2 separate regions of the Mus musculus genome follow, and region 1 is linked to region 2. Evidence: chromatin contacts called from public Hi-C data. All regions are on one chromosome and are shown on one strand. Each heading gives the region's core, a stretch centred on a gene start, on an enhancer-like site or on the middle of the called end of the contact. The rest is flanking DNA. Distances are from core to core; before and after follow the strand shown.

What was found. A called contact is a pair of places that touch in the nucleus more often than the background predicts.
Region 1: a Hi-C map of uterus shows a contact between it and region 2, with 2.2 times the contacts expected there. The contact joins the enhancer-like site here to the promoter of Ppp1r9a in region 2. A contact is called at or near these places in 7 of 484 Hi-C or Micro-C datasets (8-cell embryo, Sertoli cells, granulosa cells and 2 more), 3 of 115 datasets of contacts at active chromatin or transcription factors (embryonic stem cells and intestinal villus epithelium) and 4 of 9 other capture datasets (adipose tissue, embryonic stem cells, liver and 1 more).

What each region holds. Positions count from the first base shown.
Region 1 is chr6:4,951,200-4,957,166 of GRCm38.p6, reverse strand. All of the region lies in intron 2 of Ppp1r9a (protein phosphatase 1, regulatory subunit 9A), which reads right to left. Among named protein-coding and RNA genes, the nearest start is that of Gmfg-ps, 51 kb to the right of the region's middle. Within about 2 kb of position 3,821, at least 22 of the 459 cell types and tissues checked have an H3K27ac peak or open chromatin away from gene starts, as enhancers often do. A contact at or near this core is called in palatal mesenchyme and uterus, where this site is marked.
Region 2 is chr6:4,901,705-4,907,535 of GRCm38.p6, reverse strand. It overlaps Ppp1r9a (protein phosphatase 1, regulatory subunit 9A), which reads right to left and starts at 4,561. Exons shown (of 16, transcript NM_001363809.1): 1 at 4,505-4,561; 2 at 692-2,310. The coding sequence starts at 2,089. Gmfg-ps (glia maturation factor gamma-like) reads left to right here and starts at 4,322. Exons shown (of 5, transcript XM_030255708.1): 1 at 4,322-4,488. The coding sequence starts at 4,322.

The DNA.
Region 1 (5,967 bases), core at 2,572-5,071, 50 kb before region 2:
AACATGCATGGACCTAACAATGCATTGCCTATCAGTTGGGAAAAGGAGCTATTTACAAGTGCAGTCAATAAATTGTGACTCCCAGCATGCCCAGGGCTGTCTTCTGGGAAGACCCCAGCCAGATAAGCACAGACAGATACGTTCTGTTTTTTAAGTGATTTGGATCTGTGCTCTCACACAATCTAAACCTTCAACTTAATAAAGTAAAATTGTACAGTTACTAAAGGTACAGTTTGGGTTTAAGAAAAATAAGTTTGTGAGCTGGCCTGGGAACACGGCCAATCTTTTTTATACTGTTTCAATAAGCGGGGGCTGGGGGGTGTTCTGAGTTCCAAGCAGCTGCCTGACACATAAACCTCTGAAACACAAGCAGCTCGTGTGCTGGAAGTTGTCTGTAGAGAAGTGAGGTTTCAGGGGATTCAAGTTGGCCCACACGTTTCTGAGTGTTTAAGGATAAGTCACCTTCCAGTCGCCTTCATCCACTCATGCAGTATAGTCAAAGACAGCAGCTTTTCCAGAGGTGAACGGACATGTTTGCCTTCATAAAGTTTGCCCTTGATGAACGGGTCTTGGTCCACCAGACTTTTCTTCATCTGTGAATGAACTACTAGACTAAACTTCCTTTATCACTGTGATTCATGTTAAATTTTGAGATTTAAGTTCAATCTCAGTGATTATTTGGTTTAGAGACCAGAACATTTTGTATATCTACTCCCTTTTAAATGGTGCAAAGAAGTATTTGTTTTCCAAGTTAAGAAAAATTAGAAAATTCTGAGAATGTAAAAACACTAGGTATGAATATGTGAGAATCTCTTTGAGGGTCTCTCTCTCACACACAAGGAGCTGACTGCAAATGAGATTACATCAGTAAGTCTATGGACAGCTGAGGTCCCAATGCCTGCATGGACATCGGAAGGAATCAAGGACACAGAGCCAAGTAAGTCTGTGTTAGAGCTAACAATTACAGGTGTGATTATCAGCCCCACGTTGGGTTAAGAATTAGTTACGTCAACGTGCTCTAGCAAACAGTTCAAGCAGCACTAGGATAGGTTAAAGGACTACTTGCTGCATCATGGACAGATGACTTTGTCAAAAGACATTTCTGTTCATTTCCCAGAAACTGAGAAAACAAAACCAAGAAATGGCCATGATCTTTTAAAGAAGGTACACGGATGCCGCGTGTGAAGGAGGCTTCCCTGGAGAATCCGTAAGTGCCCAGCGTTCTGAAGGAAGAGAAGAAATGGCCATGTGCTTGCTCTCGATGAACATCCTTCTCTGGTGTGTCACTCATGCACTGACAGACAGACGCACAGACCCAGCTCAACAACAACCAAACATCTACTTTTACCAGACAGCTCGTTCTACTTTTTGGACTTCTCAGCAACTTCACTATAGGCTAAGAAGAAGGGCATCCTCTAGTTGTCTAAACCCAAACTCCTTGCAAAACTACTTCCTAGCTTCCGATTCTCCTTGTATGACAATTCTGGCATCTTCCATTAGAAACTGTCTTCATTTACCACAGAACTGCTAAAACTATTTTTAAAAATAAAACAAGCCTTCCACCTCTCCTTTCAAAGCTAGACCTCAAAAGATGTCCGATTTGACAAGCTATTCAGTGACCCGCATCTCATGCATGTCTTTGCAGGAACCCCCACTCCTCCCTCCTTGCCCAGCAGTACATACCTTCTTTCCACAGCCCCCTGGCTCCGTGGGAGGAGCTCAAACCAAACTGGGTCCCACAGAGTGCTTGCACTTCCTTAGGCCAATATTGCTTTTTAAAAATTATTTCCTGTTTTTACTTCAAGTGTATGAGAACTTCTCCTGAATGTGCACACATACACCCCTTGTGTGCCTGGTGGCCTCAGAGATCAGAAGAGGGTATCAGATGCACTGGAACTGGAGATAAGGGCAGTGGGAGTCACCATGTGGGTGCTGTGAACTGAACCTGTGTCCTTTACAAGAGCAGTGACTATTCTTAACTGCTGAGCCACCTCCCTAGATTGCTCAAATTGATATTTATAAAACAGCGTTTTTGTCTTCTCTGTTCCAAAACACGTATAGACTTACACGGCCTAATTAAACCCATATGGATGATTCTTATAGCATAGTATATGTTTCTGTTATATGTGTGAACAAGGGTTTAAGTGCAAACCAATCCTCTTCTACAACCCAGGACTCATTATTCAGGGAGGAATACTATAGAAGAAGAAAAAACTCTCATCTTCCTAATAAGATGAGATTCTCTGTCTGAATCTTTATGTGATTTATAAACTCATGCTCCCTGGCTCCCTCCCTCCCTCCCTCCCTCCCTCCCTCCCTCCCTCCCACTCTCTCTCTTCCACACCCCACCCTCCATCTTCTATAGTAGGGTACAAAGGATCATGCTAATTCTTGAGTAATGATTTGAACTCACATCAATCTGATTACCCTTTACCACTATCGACTTAAGTTCTCCATGTCTACATTGTCCACGTTGGCCTTATGTAACCATACCTCTAGAGAAAGCTGGTCTCAAACTTCCTTAGCTCTCAGTGCATCTATTTTTTTTTAATTTATTGTATTATTCGACACCTCCTGACCATATAACTAGCATACTTTACAAAAAAAATCTCTGTGTAACAACAGTCAAGACTAGTTGATTATTGTGAAAAAGAATCCAATAACCCCAAAGTCCCATTAGGCACATTAAAAACAACCAAATCCAGGTGACCAGACCTCCCCATGCTATCCTGATGTTTGATTTTACACAAGATGCTCTTTACATCTGTAACCTTTCTTCCCATCCAAATCCTTTTTCTTTTCTTTTCTTTTTTTTTTTTTTTTTTTTTTTTTTTTCACAGTCAGATAACCAGAATGCCTGGATGAAACTAGCATTCCATCTTCAAAACGAGGGTCTTACAAGGTCTGGCAGATACACCTTAGCAAACAACACCAATCAAAATAACATAAGCAGTGGATTTCATTAAGTGTTGGATGCAATTCCTACTCTGGTATTCAGTATTTTTTTTTCTTTCCCCACAGTCTAACTGACAAGGGATGAACATGTCACACACACACAAAAAAGTAGGAGGAGGAAAAGGAAGGAAGGAAGGAAGGAAGGAAGGAAGGAAGGAAGGAAGTGAAAGAAGGAGGAGGAAGAAGGAAGAGGGGTAAAAAGGGAGCGAGAAAGAAGGAGGAAGAAGGAGAAAGAAAGGAGGAAAGAAATAAAAGGGAGAGGAGGAGGAGGAAGAGGAAGGGGGAAAAGTGGTGAAATCTCAGCACCGTTTTTAGCCATGGCAACATCTTAAGTAATTTCTACTTCCAGGTTGGTTTGGTTTGGTTTGGTTTGGTTATGGTTTTTCAGGACAAGGTTTCTCTGTGTAGTTCTGCCTGTCCTTCAACTCACTCTGGAGACAAGTTGACCTCTAACTCACAGAGATACACTGGTCTGTCTCCCAAGGGCTGGGATGAAAAGCATGAACCACCAGTTTTGCAGTTTTGTTTTGTTTTGTTCTGTTTTCTTAAATCACTCTGTTCACTTGGTCTTTGTATGTTTTTAAAAATCAAGAAAACAAAACCTATCGTAGGGAAATCTTCACTGGCTGTAAATGGGGCAGCTTCGTGCAGCTCCTCTGCCTTTTAACTTTATGTCCATGTTGGTTATCTTGCCTCATGACTTGACAATAACATTCAGATGATCAGAAACCTAGAATGTTTCCGATGCTCTCGCCTGTCTAAAGATCAGCCTTCTCAGAGGCAAGCAAGCACACGATAGGGAACTGACTTGCCTTGCCTTTCATTGTCTTCTCGCTTAGAGAGGCCAGTGCTCAGGAAGGAAAACCAAATCCAGTCAACAGCTGGAACAAATTACCAGCCTACTCTGGCTGCTAATACCACAAAGATCATAAATCTATTATCCTCGGGACAACATGGAGCTACTTGTGACAAATAGAAGGTTGAAAAAATATTTGCACAAAGAACCATCGCGGCAGTTAAGGCGTGGCCATGGTGGAGGCCACTGCCACAGTGTGCGCAACCTCCACACTAGCACGGGAAAAGCATTAACGAGAGTGCAGTGCTTCATTTCATACAGGAGAGGTCATTTCCCTTCTCTCCGCTCTACATTGTTGCATGGATATAATAAATCATGAAAGCTAAGTCAATGCGAATCTACCCACTTATGTATCTGCAACTACAACTCGGAACAGACCAAAAAAAAAAAAAAAAACCCCACAAATAATAACTAATAACAAGACAATGAATAATGTGTACAATACAAAGCCGAGGATGTATAAAAGAAAATTAACCACTTATGAATTAAAAGTAGGCATTATGAGACCTGTGCGATGCCTCAAAAGACAGAGGAGCTTGCTGTGCAAACCTAACAAGCTGAGTTCAACCCCCGGTGCCCGCACAAAGGTGGAAGAGGAGAGGCATCCCCATAGGACTGTTCTTTGACCCCCAAACACACACTTAAGCTGACATACCTACACATATAATAAACATTCACAATAACAATAATAAATTGGATTTCAAAATAAAACTCAAGTTTGGCATTGTATTACTCAAGGTGCTTTAGAGAAGTGGAAAATCTACATACAGGTGTAGGAAAGAGATTTATTACTGTGGCTTACAGTCTGAGGTCCAGCTAGTCCAACAACGGCTGTCTAACAAGGGAAAGGGCAAGAATCCAGTAGTTGTTCAGTGTCTGAGGCTGGTCTTCTGTATATGCCAGAATCCTGAAGACATGGGCTCTAATGCCAGTGGAGGGTTAGGGGGAAGGATTTGCCTGCAAGAGCAAGCAGGCAGAGATAGCAGGCTTCCTTCCTCCATGTCCTTTACATAGGCTGCCAGCAGAAGGTGTGGCACCAAATAAAGGTGGAACTTCCCACCTCCAAAGATCTGGATTAAAAGTACATCTTTAGAAGTGATGGCGTACACCTTTAAACCTAGCAACGAGGGGGCAGAGGCATCGAATCTCTGAGTTCAAGGTCATCCTGGTTTACAGAGGCAGTTCCAAGACAGCCAAGGCTAAGCAGAGAAACCCTTTCTTGAAAAACCAATTAAATAAATAAGTAAAAGTGGATCTTCCCACTTCAAATGATTTAATTAAAGAAAAATAATCTATCCCTCACATGTGTGCCCAGCTACCTGGGTTTTGGTTAACTCAGATATAGTCAAGTTGGCAACCAAGGATAGCCATCACAGACACTAGGGAGATGGGGACAGCTCAGCACTAATTTACATGCATAAGTTTAGAAGTGAATCGGAATCAGCTTATCATCCATGCCAGTCTCCTACAGTGCGCACCACAGTCACTGTGACCAGAACACAAATACATCTGTATTTTCATCTGGAACAATTCATGGTAAGAACACCAAACAAGTAGCAGGTTCATCAACACTATACAAAAACAAAGGGGGGGGGAGGGGGGGTAAGGAAACTAATCGGGTGAGGTTCTTTTGTTTTCATTTCCTTTTCTGTTTACTTTGTGAGCCAGAACTCACTTTATAGACGGGCTGAACTCAAATTCTCAGCCCTCTTCCTCGGTCTCATAAACACTGGGAAGACAGGTCTAGAACATGACACCCAGCACTAAAAACAGTTTTTAAAAGAAATGAGGGCTTAAGAAGGCAGAAAAACATGAAAATCTTACATGTGGATCAATTTTTAAGTCCTGAAAATTTTGAATTTCTGTCAGTGAACAAAGTTTACAATAGTTTGGTTCCCAGAGACCTATCAGTGTGACTACAATCACCTGCAAGCACTCCTACCTAAAACCACCTTTGCTGACTAGAGGGTGTGTCCTCCATAGAAACTCACATGCATTTCACCTGATAGTTAAAAAAAGAATAGAAATCTGACTTCTTGCTGACACCAATGAGTATTGAAGGTAAGTCAAGTAGTGAAATTTAAGAGTCACTTTAAGTCAGCTTGTTTTATGTTATCTCTCAATGAGAAAAAGGAAAAGGAGGGAAAGGCTAGGAA
Region 2 (5,831 bases), core at 3,312-5,811:
AGCCATCACAATAAGCATCTCAAATCAACTGGCATTTAGCCGATAGAGAAGAGGAGAAAATCATGCCACGAAGAGCGAGGCAATTACACTTCCCTTCACAACATTTCGCCATAAAGCGACGTAACCCATTCTGAACTTGAAGTTGTATATTGTCCCAGCTTTGCAGACCAAGTACTTAAGACAGCTAGCTGATAAACTTCCATAAAGCAAATGTTCACAACCAAGTAGCAATGCAAAAAGGAAGAAAGGAAGTTCAGCAACATGATCCACTTACGCTGAAGGGATGACTCCAATACATTTAGCAAGTAAATAAAACTTCAAAGCTAGCACAGTGTCGGGAAGTGATTATTGACAGGTAATATTAAATCTTAAAAGCAGTTGTATTTCAACAACTCCTGTTTGGTTCGTGTGTGTGTGTGTGTGTGTGTGTGTGTGTGTGTGTTCCACCCCACTGGAATGTATCTCAAAAACTTCTTCACCTTTATGATTCCTCTCGGGGGGTTATACCCACAGACATCACATTATCAAATCAGACTGATACCTCTCCAGCTCCACACTCCTAAGTCACCCAAAACAGGTGCACACCAACAACCTCCGATTTCTTACAGAACCCAGTAGCTGTCAAATCTATCCTGCATAGGCCCCAATGCTGAAAGGGAACTTAGGGAACAGGCTGAAAAAGCATACTTACCTTAATCGGAGCACAACTAAACTTAATTTTCCTATTTGCTGGGATTTCTTCTTCTTCCGGCAAGCCAACTATCTCCGAGTATTCCATATCAGGCTGGTAATAATTGTTCTCGTCACTGTCTTCCTCCTCATCTTGCTCCGTGCCTGTCTCTCCCCAGTCTGAGTTATACCTGGATCTCACCCTATACACGTTATAGTCACTATGCATGTATACGTGGGAACTCTCAAAACTGTTTGAGTCTTCAGGTACTTCTCTTCCACAGCTGGATGCAGAAGCATCAGGGGAGGTTAGGTCACCACCTGTCAGGTCTTTCTTCTGATGCTGAGCTCTCTCACTCCCAACCACATTAGCTTCAGCATCTTCTAACGGCTCGTTCCGTGGGGAAAGGATATGAGACTTTGGCATTGCCTGGTTTTCAGCAGAGGGTTCCTCAGGACTGTCTTTATCAGTGCTGTCCAGAGCCTCTGGTTGAGCTGTTGTGACGTCCTCGGCTTCCGTGCTCAGCTGGCTCTCTTCACTAGGCAATGAAGCTAAAGAGGTACCTTTCTGAGCCACTTCCGGTACTGGCACAGCATCGCTCTTCTGAGCATCCTCTGTATCAGTATCTTGTTTGTTTGATGGAGGCTTCGAATTAGAATCCTTGAGACGGCCAAAGGTATCCAGATTGGTGACGGTAACAGATGGTAAATTGAGGGGGTAGTGCCCGGTCACCGAGTAGTCAGCGCTCTCAGCCTTCCCAGAAGTGAGAGCACCTGGAGGCTCACTGTTCTCAAACACAGCACTCAGCTGACTCACAGTAGGAGAGACCGCTTCCGTCCGGGGGCTCAGGCTGTCCAAGGAATCACTGCTGCCTCTGTTGGACTTGGAGCCACCCCACTCATCCTGTGGTTCAGTCCCTCCACCTTTCTCTTTCTTTGGGGAATAGCGATGGTTTTGCCCTGACTCATGCACACTTCTCTCAAACATCTTTCGAGTCTCCGTGAACTTAGCATACGAAGGGCCATCATGCATTGTGTCAAATCTACTGATTCGTTCAGAGACAGAGGACTCCAACTTAACCACTGAGCCATCCGTTTTCTCCACAAACTCTTTGGGCTTCATTCTTCTCTGAGGGGACGAGGGCCTACCTTTCCCCCTGGTTTTGGCAATGATAGCAGCATTCTCGCTGGGTTCCATACCCATCTGCATAAATAGATTTTTAATTCTGTTGACATTGGAGCCATACTTTCTACCTCTGCTCTGCTGGGAGCCCTCACCTTCTTTCGTTTTCTGTTCCCCATCTGACTTGGGTTTGTCAAAAGTACTTTTCAGTGCCTGGAACTCTGTTCTGTACGCATTCCTGTGAGGAGAGGCACTTCTGAGAGTGGTCCGCTCCCCTGAAGATTCCGCCTTCAACATGTTTACTTCAAGGGTGAAAAGCCAATGCTCATAATGGTCACTGGGAAAAACAACCAAAAAGCCAAACAGACCTCTCTTCTCAATCCCCAGTGTCTGACCAGGCACAGGGCCGCTCAAATGGCACACTTGTCCCGTGACGATTCCAAAGGCTGTATTAGAAATGTATTCACAGTCAAGAGTTACACAAAATAGCTTTTTTCAAAGCAAGACTAGAGGTTCATCTGTAATAGAAAAGAATGAGTTTCTGAATTCATATGTTTATGTGAATTTCTCTTCAGTGAACTAGTCAACACTTAACACCTTGTTTTCTAAGTGTTTTCGCCACACATCAAGTCAATTACCTCGAAATGGGACTTTAAAGTTAAGAAGCTACGGAGTTATTCTAGTTTGTCCTTGGTAACAAACATAACTTGGAGATGCTTGCAAAACACACACACACACACACACACACGCACACACACACACACGCACATGCACACACCACTTGACACCACTTGACAATAATGCTTTAGACCAAGTTTGAGGTATTTCTGTGAATGAATTATGAAAGAACTCGACAACTCATTTACTTCTTTAAAAAAAAAAAATCAAAATGGCCACTTGATTTGGGAATTTTCCATAACCGTGCAGAACAGGGAAAAGTTTGGAGTCTAACGTTCCCAAACTCTAAAAATATGGCTACAGAGGCTTCTTCGATGGTTCTGAGTTAATAGCCTCATGTACACCATGCTCAAGTATCAGTTTCAGGACAAAACAGACAGAAGTAAGTTCTGGAAGGTCAATTAAGTTTTACTGTAAGTTTTTCTATGCATTGTTTGGAAGTTTCCTAGCCAAGAGGCTATTATTAACTAAGGAGTGGAGTCTCCTGGGAATAGATGCCTGAGAATGTGACAATCAGAAATCAGGTATGCCATGACACTTCCTTCCACAGTCCTGATTTGTCTACTCCTTCTGGCCCCTAACTTACTTCAAGATAGGAAGAAAAAAAAAAAAGTGAACGCCATGCATGTTTGCTGTCCTCCAGCCCACAGCTGGGTTTTCTACCAGGACGCCAGCAGCCCAACACTTCAGGCACTCAACGCAGTTCTAAACATTTTTTTTCTTATTATTCTGGTTTGTTTTGTTTTGTTTTAATGTTACACGGAACCACATCACGCTCACGCACCATCAGCTGAGAGAGCTTACACTTTCACTTAAATCAGCTCCAAAACTCGCTTCCTGGCCCAGCAGGCACGCATGCATGCATGCATGGCCCATGCAGGCAAACAAGAGAGGAGTGTGGTGCCTGTGGTTTGGGTTGGTTTTTGTTTTTGTTTTTTGTTTTTTGTTTTTGTTTTTTCCTTTATTTCTTTCTTTCCTTTTTGGAAAGCGTTGACAATGTCCTTTTTACCCATAAACACCCTCCCCTCTCCCCTAGCTGCACACCCCGCTCCCTCCCACCGCCAATTCAAGCACGAGGGGGCGGGGGCGGCGGGGGCGAAGGGGGCCGCCGGGGATTCAAAAACCTGCCCTCACAAAAGACAAACATAAATAACACCAACTTGAGAGGCAGCCGATTGATTTTCCCCAGCCCGGTTCGGGACGCCATCCCTCGGCCCCCGGGGCAGGGCCGGGAGAGCAGGTGACGCCAGGCGCTAAGGCAGGAGGAGGTCGCAGTCTAGCCTGGTGCCAAGAAGCACCTGAAGTCCTAACACATTGGCGGCGGCTCCGGGCCGCTGCCAGGCGGATCCCGGTCTGTGGCACCGGGGGAGAGACGAGCTCGCCGGCCACACTGGAGCGGAGGGAGAGCAAAGGCTAGGGTGACAATCACACGAATGCCTCTGCTTTTCCTCCCAGTGTGCCGGGGAAACAATAGATCCCGCAGAGGATCAAGCCTCCCTCCTCACCCTGGCGCTCCCGGACCGCAGTCCACCCCCACCCGCCCGCGGGTCCGCCTTTGTGCACGCCGCCGCGTCCCCGCGCTCCCGCCGCCCCGCCACCCGCACGCCGCCCCCTTACCGAGCGGCCCGGGCGGGAGGTCGGACTCCTTCGGCGCTCTTCCCCCCCGCCCCCCCGTGACCGTGCGGGGCTCGGCGCCGACCGTGTGCCCTCCGCCCGCTCGTCACGGCGCGGCGCGCGCGGCGGCCGCCTGCACTCGCGCCTCGGCCCCCCACGCGCGTCTTGCCCGCGCGGGGCGGCCCCGGGACGCGCGCTGCGCTCCCCCCACCCCCACCCCCCACCTCCACCCCAGCCATGGCGGCCCGGCCTGGGGACCCGACGCGCAAGCGGGCACCCTCGCCTGCGGCCTGGGATCGGGGACGCCGCTCGGCCCACGTGCGGGGCCCCCCACGCCGGGCCCTGAGGCCCGCGAGGCCCGATGGACTTAGGGATCAGGCCGCGGGGATGAGGAGGGCCCCGGGGTAACAGGTGCCTCACCTCGGCTGATGGGATTAACTCTAGGGCCGCAAAGAGAGGGAGCCCAGCAGCGAAATCCCAGGAGAGGGAGAGAGGGAGCCTCTGGCGGCCAACGAAGGGCGAAAGGCACCGGCCCGAGGCAAGGCCGCCCCACCCCCAAGACCGTGGGCGAGGGGGCTCTGGCACTTAGGGCAAGGCCTGTGCCTTCCAGATGCTGAGGACCCCACAGTCTGTGGTTAAGTCTGTGACCCCAGGCATCCAAGGCCTGGCCATGGCCTGGGCTGGCCTAGAAGGCCAAGACCTAGGCCCTAGTCTACTCTACTGTGGTGTCCACTGGGATGATCCAGCTGACCCTCAAGGCCACACTACTAGAAGGAAAGGGATGAAGAGGACTTTGGACTTTTCTTCTTGTATATCTTTTCTGTTCACACTCACTGGTTTTGCCCTGTTAAAAACTCTCACTACACCCTCTCCTCCCAAATAATGTGACAGGTTCCATACTCTTCTCCTTCATACAAAATGGACTTTGATGGTCAATATAGACCATTGATGTATCCAAAAGCCTTGTAGGGCACAGGTACCATTTTTGAAGAGTCAAAATTGTGTTTTTGCCACACGTATGTGAGGTGCACACATAATCCCAACACAGCCAAGACAGGAGAATTGAGTTTGTGGACACCCTATAATCCAGCCATTGTCTGGAGATACAGAAACAACAGCTGACCAATGGTGGCGCACGCCTTTAATCCCAGCAGAGAGGCAGAGGCAGATGAATCTTAGAGTTTGAGACCACCCTGGACAACAGAGTGAGTTCCAGGACAGCCAAGGCTATTCAGAGTAACCGAATCAGGAAAATAAAAATAAATATATAGTAGCAACAATAGCCTGAAATTGTGTGTGTGCATAGAAAAAGCTGCAAGATCGTGTAACCCTCTCAATACAGGCAATCTAGAAAGAGGCGAAAGTACTTAATATTCCATATAGCACTGAATGTTAGATTTAGAATTTCAGTAGCCATGGCAGGGGTCAGGCTACCGCCCTTCAGCCTGTCTGTTCAGTGCTGCCGCTCTTCAGCCTGTCTGTTCCCTAGTCATTTAGATTTTAAAATTCTCAACCTTTGCTTTAATGCAGAATTTTTAGAATTAGCTCGTAGGCTGCAGGATTGAGGCCTGTTAAAGGGTATTTTAGAGTAGATAGAGACACTTAGGGTACGATGAAGGCACACTCCAGAACACAGCTGGGCATTCTCTGAGGCTTTCTCTTTGTTTTCCTTCCAGTATATACCATTTCCGATATATATCATTCAGGCCAGTTTTGAAACTATTGTCTTCAAAGGATGAGCAAAGAA